Linked DNA regions of Macaca mulatta: region 2 is linked to region 1. The links are chromatin contacts, called in public Hi-C maps. All regions are on one chromosome and are shown on one strand. The core of a region is the stretch at or near the end of the contact, and the rest is flanking DNA. Distances in the headings are between cores, read along the strand shown.

What was found. A called contact is a pair of places that touch in the nucleus more often than the background predicts.
Region 2: a contact with region 1 is called in a Hi-C map of fetal cortex germinal zone, with 9 times the contacts expected there. The contact joins the enhancer-like site here to the promoter of CAMK2N1 in region 1. A contact is called at or near these places in 9 of 14 Hi-C or Micro-C datasets (CD4 T cells, blood, fetal cortex germinal zone and 5 more).

Annotation. Positions count from the first base shown.
Region 1 is chr1:220,485,823-220,488,843 of T2T-MMU8v2.0, reverse strand. It overlaps CAMK2N1 (calcium/calmodulin dependent protein kinase II inhibitor 1), which reads right to left and starts at 1,418. Exons shown (of 2, transcript NM_001260527.1): 1 at 1,247-1,418. The coding sequence starts at 1,412.
Region 2 is chr1:220,755,250-220,758,450 of T2T-MMU8v2.0, reverse strand. No RefSeq gene overlaps it. Among named protein-coding and RNA genes, the nearest start is that of PLA2G2C, 30 kb to the left of the region's middle. Within about 2 kb of position 1,895, at least 2 of the 40 cell types and tissues checked have an H3K27ac peak or open chromatin away from gene starts, as enhancers often do.

The sequences.
Region 1 (3,021 bases), core at 169-2,668:
GCGTCCCAGCTCCATTCTGAGAAAAGGAAACAGAGAGGGCGCCAATCCAGCCGCTCCTGCTGCAGCCGGGGCGCGCACTGGCGGAGTTCTCCCCGCACCAGGTGCACTAATTTAGACAGAAATGTCTGGAGCTGTGATAGGAGAGAGAGCCAAAGTCTTTGGGTCTCGGGACCCCCGGGGAGTCCCGAGCGCAGCTCCGCTGGGCAAGGCTAGGTGTGGAGATGCGCGGAGCCAAGAGGGGACGCCAAAGCCGGTTCCCACGACGCGCAGCGGGTGGGAGTTAGGGCCTGGCCTGGGCGGGCGCCCCCTCCTGCGCGCCCTCTCCAAATCGCCGGCCGACGGACTCCGCCGCCCGCGCTCCCCGCTGCGGCAGGGACACTCGCGGTAACTTCCGCCTCTCTCACCGTCTCCACCTAGCCTCGTCTTTCTCAGTCCCTCCATCAGTCCCTCGGCGCGACGGCCGCCGATCGAGGTCTCTGGGTCTCCCTGTCTAAGGCGTCGGTCGCCTTTATTGTTTCGGCGGCTTCTGCTTTCTCCCCATACGCGCGTCCTCGGCTCTGTCTCTCCCGCTTCAGCTCCCCTCTCGGGAGCTTTGTCTCGGTTTCTGCCACCCTCGGTCTCCCGCGTACCCCCTCCCCTCCATCCCTGCGTCTCAGTCTCTCTTGGCAGACGTCGGTCCCCCTCATTGTCCCCGCGCCTCTGGAGCTCCTCTCGGAGCCTCTCTGCCTCTCCGCCTCTCTGGGGCTTTTCCAGCTCTCGCGCGGATCGCCCAGGCCTGGCAAACCCCCACCCAGGCCAAGTAACAATGAAAACCCCGTGAGACCCAAACGCCCTAGCCTTCCCTGCAGGAATGGGATCCTCCCCACGCAGGTCCCCACGCCGTCCCCTGGGGGACCCTGGGACCCCCTCCCCCCAGGGTTGTGGAGAGAGCGCAGCTGCGACTACACTGCGCAAAAGGCGGGGGTGGGGGGCGCAAATCAAAAAGCAAACTTTGCCGCGGGTGAGGACCCCCAGCTGCAGCTAGAAGCCGCCACGCCCCCGGGGTGACCCAGCCGGGGATCGGGCTTAGGAGGACGCGTTCCTGGAACCCGCTTCAGCCGGACCCGCAGTGCGGGATCCCCCAATTCTGCAGGAGGGGATTCCGTCGGGTCTGAACCGGTTCCAGCGGGTGGGAGACCTCCGCAACCCTTGTTCAGGCCGCCGCGCGGGAAAAAGGGGATGTCAGGGAAGGGGGCCGAGAACTCACCCCGCTTGCTCCGGCCGATCTGGCCCAGCTTGGGCGGCCGCTTGTTCTGCCCGGCGCCGAAGAAGTTGTTGGTGTCCTGCAGGCGGCAGGAGAAGATCTGGCCCACGTCGCCGCCGTCGCCGTAGGGGCTCAGCTTCTCGTCGCCGTAGGGCAGCACCTCCGACATGGTCGCGTCCGGGGGCTCCGCCGCGGCGCCTCCTCCGCCCGCGTCCCCGCCCGCGGCGGACAGGGTCAGCGGCGCTGGGGCCGGGGGCGGCCGGCCGGGGACGGCCCGCGGGCTGCTGCGGCGGTGGCGCCGGCGAGAGGCCGGGGGACGCCGCTAGGGCAAGAGCGCGGCACCCGCGCGAGCGGCCCGGAGAGCGCCCGCGGCTGCGCTGCGCTGCGCTCCGGCTCCGCGCGCGAGTGGCTGCTGCTCCGCCAGAGGCGAGCAGGACTCACATCCTCGGCGCGCTGGGGCTCTGGGCGGGGGCCGGGCCGGGCGGGGCCGCGAGCCGGGAGGGAGGAGGCGTCCCTGCGAGCCCAGAGGGCGCGGGACCGAGGAGGGCGCACCCCGGGAGCCGGGCGGGCCGGTCCTGCGGCGAGTGCGGGCGGCGGCGCCGGTTCGGGGAGGCAGACTGGGAGCTGCGAGCCGCGGGGCTGCGAGGGGCGGAGGGGGAGGGGAGGGAGAGAGGAGGGAGGGCACCGGGGGAGGAAACCCAGAGGGAGGGTGGGGGAGAGAAACCGAGAGGGAGACGGGGAGAAAAACAGGGACTGAAAGACAGGGAGGCAGGGGAAACGGTGGAAGGAGACAGAGGAGAGGGGGAGAGGAAGGAGAGGAGGAGAAAGAAGAAAAGGTGGTGGGGGACGAGCTAGAACGGAGAGACAGGGGAAAGATGAGAGGAGGAGGGAAAGGATCGGGAGGGAGAGGAAGAGGGTCGGAGAGGGAAGGAAGGGAGAAAGACAGAGGGGGGAGAGGGAGGCAGGGATAGAGGAGGCAGCGAGCTGCGAGGAGAAATGCCGGCCGCGGCGCCGAGGCGAGGCGCGGGGAGGAGGGCGGGAGGAGGCGGGGAGGAGGGGACCCGCGGGCCTCGGGGAGAGATCCCTGCGAGCGGAGCGACGTCACGGGGCCGCGCCGGCCGGCCCGGGCAGCCGCTAGCTTCCTGCCCCCGCCCCCAGCCCCCGCCGTCCCGCTCGCGGGTGTTTACGGGGCCCGGAGCTGGTGCGCGCCCGCCCCGCAGCCGGCTCTGCATCCTGAGGGGACCTCGGGGGGAGTGGGGGTTGCGGGAGCCGGAAGGGGAGCGGACCCACGACGCACACGCGGGGAAGGGCGGAAGCATGCTGACCTCCCTGGGGGCAGATGCTGCGGGGCAAAGATCGGAGGGCTCCAGGGCGACCCACGAACACAGCCTCCCCCGCCAGCTGCAAACCAGGGAGCCCCTCCTCCCCACCGCACTTGCTACCCAATTCAGACCCCGAGGGCCCAGCCACTGGGGCCTCACACTCTTCTCCCGCCCTGGCTCAGTCCGACCTGGAAGGCCTCACTCCCCACCGCCCCCGCCCAACGGCGCTGGACTCCGGCTCCCGCGGGGCCTCCAGGAGGAGGAGGGGGAGAGAGAAGGGGCAGCCCCGCCTCCCGCAGGAGAAGGGAGCGCCTCATTACGCCGGGCTCGCCCGGGATGCCTGGCTCCCGGCGTCCTCTGCCTCCGCTGGGGACGTCCCGGGCCTGCCGCCCTCTGCCCTCGGGGGCCTCCCTTCCAGCAACAGCCGTGCGCCCTGTGGAGAGACTACGGCCTCTG
Region 2 (3,201 bases), core at 646-3,145, 270 kb before region 1:
TATTGACACTTTGACACTGGAAACAGAGATTGGATAAAAATTTCCCCCTCTGCACTCCTCCGAGTGTCTCTGTTTAGCACTTTAGAAGTTCTCTGTCCCGTTGTTTCTCGTTGACCTGTCTGTGTGTGGTGGAGCTGGGGTAGTATCTCCTATCTTTCTCTCCTGGCCCACTGCTAAGCACAGCACTGTCCACTCCAGAGTTTACCCCATGAGAGACCCCTAGAAGTGCATCTTGTTTTGTCAGAAACGATGGGCTACAGCGTATGGCAGAAATCAGGCTCCTTGAAAGAAAGTAAGAAAGAAGGAATCATCCCCCAATTCTCAATATTAAGGAAGAAGGAGAAATATCTCTCAAGCACTAAGACTTCGCCTTCCAACTCCTACCTGGCAAGAAGCTATGGCACCAACCACCACAATCACACAGGTTTATGCACACCATTAACTGCCCCTGTCCTTCCACAAACTCAGGGATAACCTTCACTGGTCTATGAAAATCTAGAGAATCCAAAACAGCTCCTTTTTCCAGGGTAGTGCTACCTGTTCAACCACCCACACATCACGCAGCCTCTAGGTGCTGAGCCTTCCTGAGAAGCCGCAGGAGTGATGTCAATTAACTCACGCCAGGAAAGAGACAGGCAAGTCACTTCAAGATCAGATATATTTTTTGCTACGCAAAGAGGTTCAGAAATCACTTTACAACACACTATTTGTGTTTTAAGTACCTACAGAACAAGTCAAGATCAGTGCTAATGTTTAATGAAAACAAATACAAAATAAACGACTATTGTATCTTTGCTCAGAGAAACCTTGCAGATACCAGTAACGAGACATGGCGGGGCGATAATTAAAATGCGGACTTTGCTTTCATGCCATTACCGGGTCAGCATGGGCACGACTTGCTTAAAATCCTTCCCGATGATGGCATTTACTTGATACTTCTCTGCAAGATTATATGAAAACATTCCATGCAACCCTGGATTCCAGGACAAAAGAGGTACATTTTAATGAAGCTTTATCACATAGTCATCTATTTATACCCTGCCTTGAGTCAGAAGGGACTTAGGTAGCCAATAACGACAACAATAATAATAGAAACAGTTGCCATATGTGGGGAACTATTATATGTCAGACACTGCATATGAGGTGGTTTATTTACATTAGCCTGTAATTTTACAGAAATCCCCCCAGGAGAGATGGCATTAGAGAGGCAGCAGATGCAGAGGTTAAGAACTCAGGCCCTAAAGTCTATTTGACTTTGATCCTGACCCCACTACCTACTAGCTATGAGACATCAGCAAGTTACCTAACCTCTCTGGGTCTCAGTGCATTATCTGTACAATATAATACAGATATTAGTAACCACCTCATAAGATTGAGGATTAAACGAGATCAGCCATGTACAGTGTTGAGAACAGTGCCTGGCACATAGGGAGGGCTCAATTAACATTAGTACAGTGGCAGAGACTTCTGATGGTCACCTCTACCCCATGTGCTCTTCTAAACTTCCAATCTAGGAGTGAGGCAAAGCCATGTGATCAGTTTTAGTCAATGAAATGTGAGTGGAGGTGACATGTGTCATTTCTGGACACAACATCTAACAGCCAGTGCGTGGCCTTTTTAGTGCTCTCTTCCCTGCCTCAGTGACCCCAGAAGTTGCCTATTGGTGGCAACGCCAGATGGAAGATAACTGAATCCCAGGGTCACCAGATGGGGCATGGTCCCGGTGATGCACATCAGATTTTTCTTGAGCGAAAAATCAATTTTTGCTGTATTAAGCTCCTGATGTTTCCAGACTTATTTTTTCTGCAGCATAGTATACCCTAGCTCTGGCTAGCACAGATACTGGATAAAAATTGCCCTTTCTGCACTCCTCTGAGTGTCCTCTGGGTGTCTCTGTTTAGCCCTTTAGAAGTTCTCACTCCCGTAGTTTCTTGTTCACCTGTCTGTATGTAGTGGAGCTGAGGTAGCATCTCCTATCTTTCTCTCCTGGCCCACTGCTATAGTGTTCTAATTTTTTTTTTTTTTTTTTTTTTTTTTTTTTTTTTTTTTTTTTTGAGGCAAGGTCTGGCTCTGTCACGCAGGCTGTAGTGCAGTGGCATGATCACAGCTCACTGCAGCCTCAAACTCCTGGGCTCAAGTAATCCCCTCCCACCTCAGCCTCCTGAGTAGGTGGGACTGCAGGTGTGTGCCACCATGCCTGGCCAATATTTTTATTATTTTATTTTATTTGTGGAGATGCAGTCCTGCTATGTTGCCCAGGCTGGTCTCAAACTCCTGGGCTCAAGCAATCCTCTCTCCTCAGCCTCCCAAAGTTCTCAGATCACAGGCGTGAGCCACTGCACCCAGTCTATGTGATTCTTACTACCTTCTTTTTACACTTAAAGAAGCAAAGGTTTAACTAGCCAAAAGGAGCACCTCCATTCAAACTCAGCTATGGGCCAGGTGCAGTCCCAGCGCTTTTGGAGGCTAAGGTGGGAAGATCACTTGAGGCCAGGAGTTCAAGACAAGCCTCGACAACACAGTGAGACGCCATCTCTACAAAAAAGTAAAACAAATTAGCCGGGCATGGTGGTACATGCCTGCAGTCCCAGCTACTTGGGAGGGAGAGGTGGGAGGATAACTTGAGCCCAGGAGTTTGAGGTTGTAATGAGATGTGATCACACCACTGCACTCCAGCCTGGAGCAAGATGCCATTTCTAAAACAGAAAACAAAAAACAAATCCAGCTATTTCACTCTAAAAGTAGCATCATCACATTCATACTTGCCTTTTCTTGAATCCCTGCAAACTCTTGGGTGCTATGGGAAAAAATTAATCCTCAGTTAAGCACTGGTTAAAAAAATATATCAGTGATGGTAACTGTTGGAGAATATGAGTATTTGACTCCTCTGAATCTGGATTGTGACCATCTTGACAAACAACATCAGAGAAATGGGAGGGAGTGAAGCTTAGAATTCTTGTATCAACTTGAGGGGAGCATACCCCGAACCCTAAATTGAAAGTGATCATAGATGGGCTAGTATGCTAGAGACACCAGGTGACATGGAAACCCCAGGAAGCAGAAGCGGGAAGTGGGTGAGGGAAAGGTCTCACAGAAGAGGGCTAGGATAGTCTGGCTGTTATAATACAAGGGACCAAGGAAAGTGTCAGATGCACTGATCAGTCAGGGAATTCAGGAAGCATGAGAGTCACAGCCCACCTT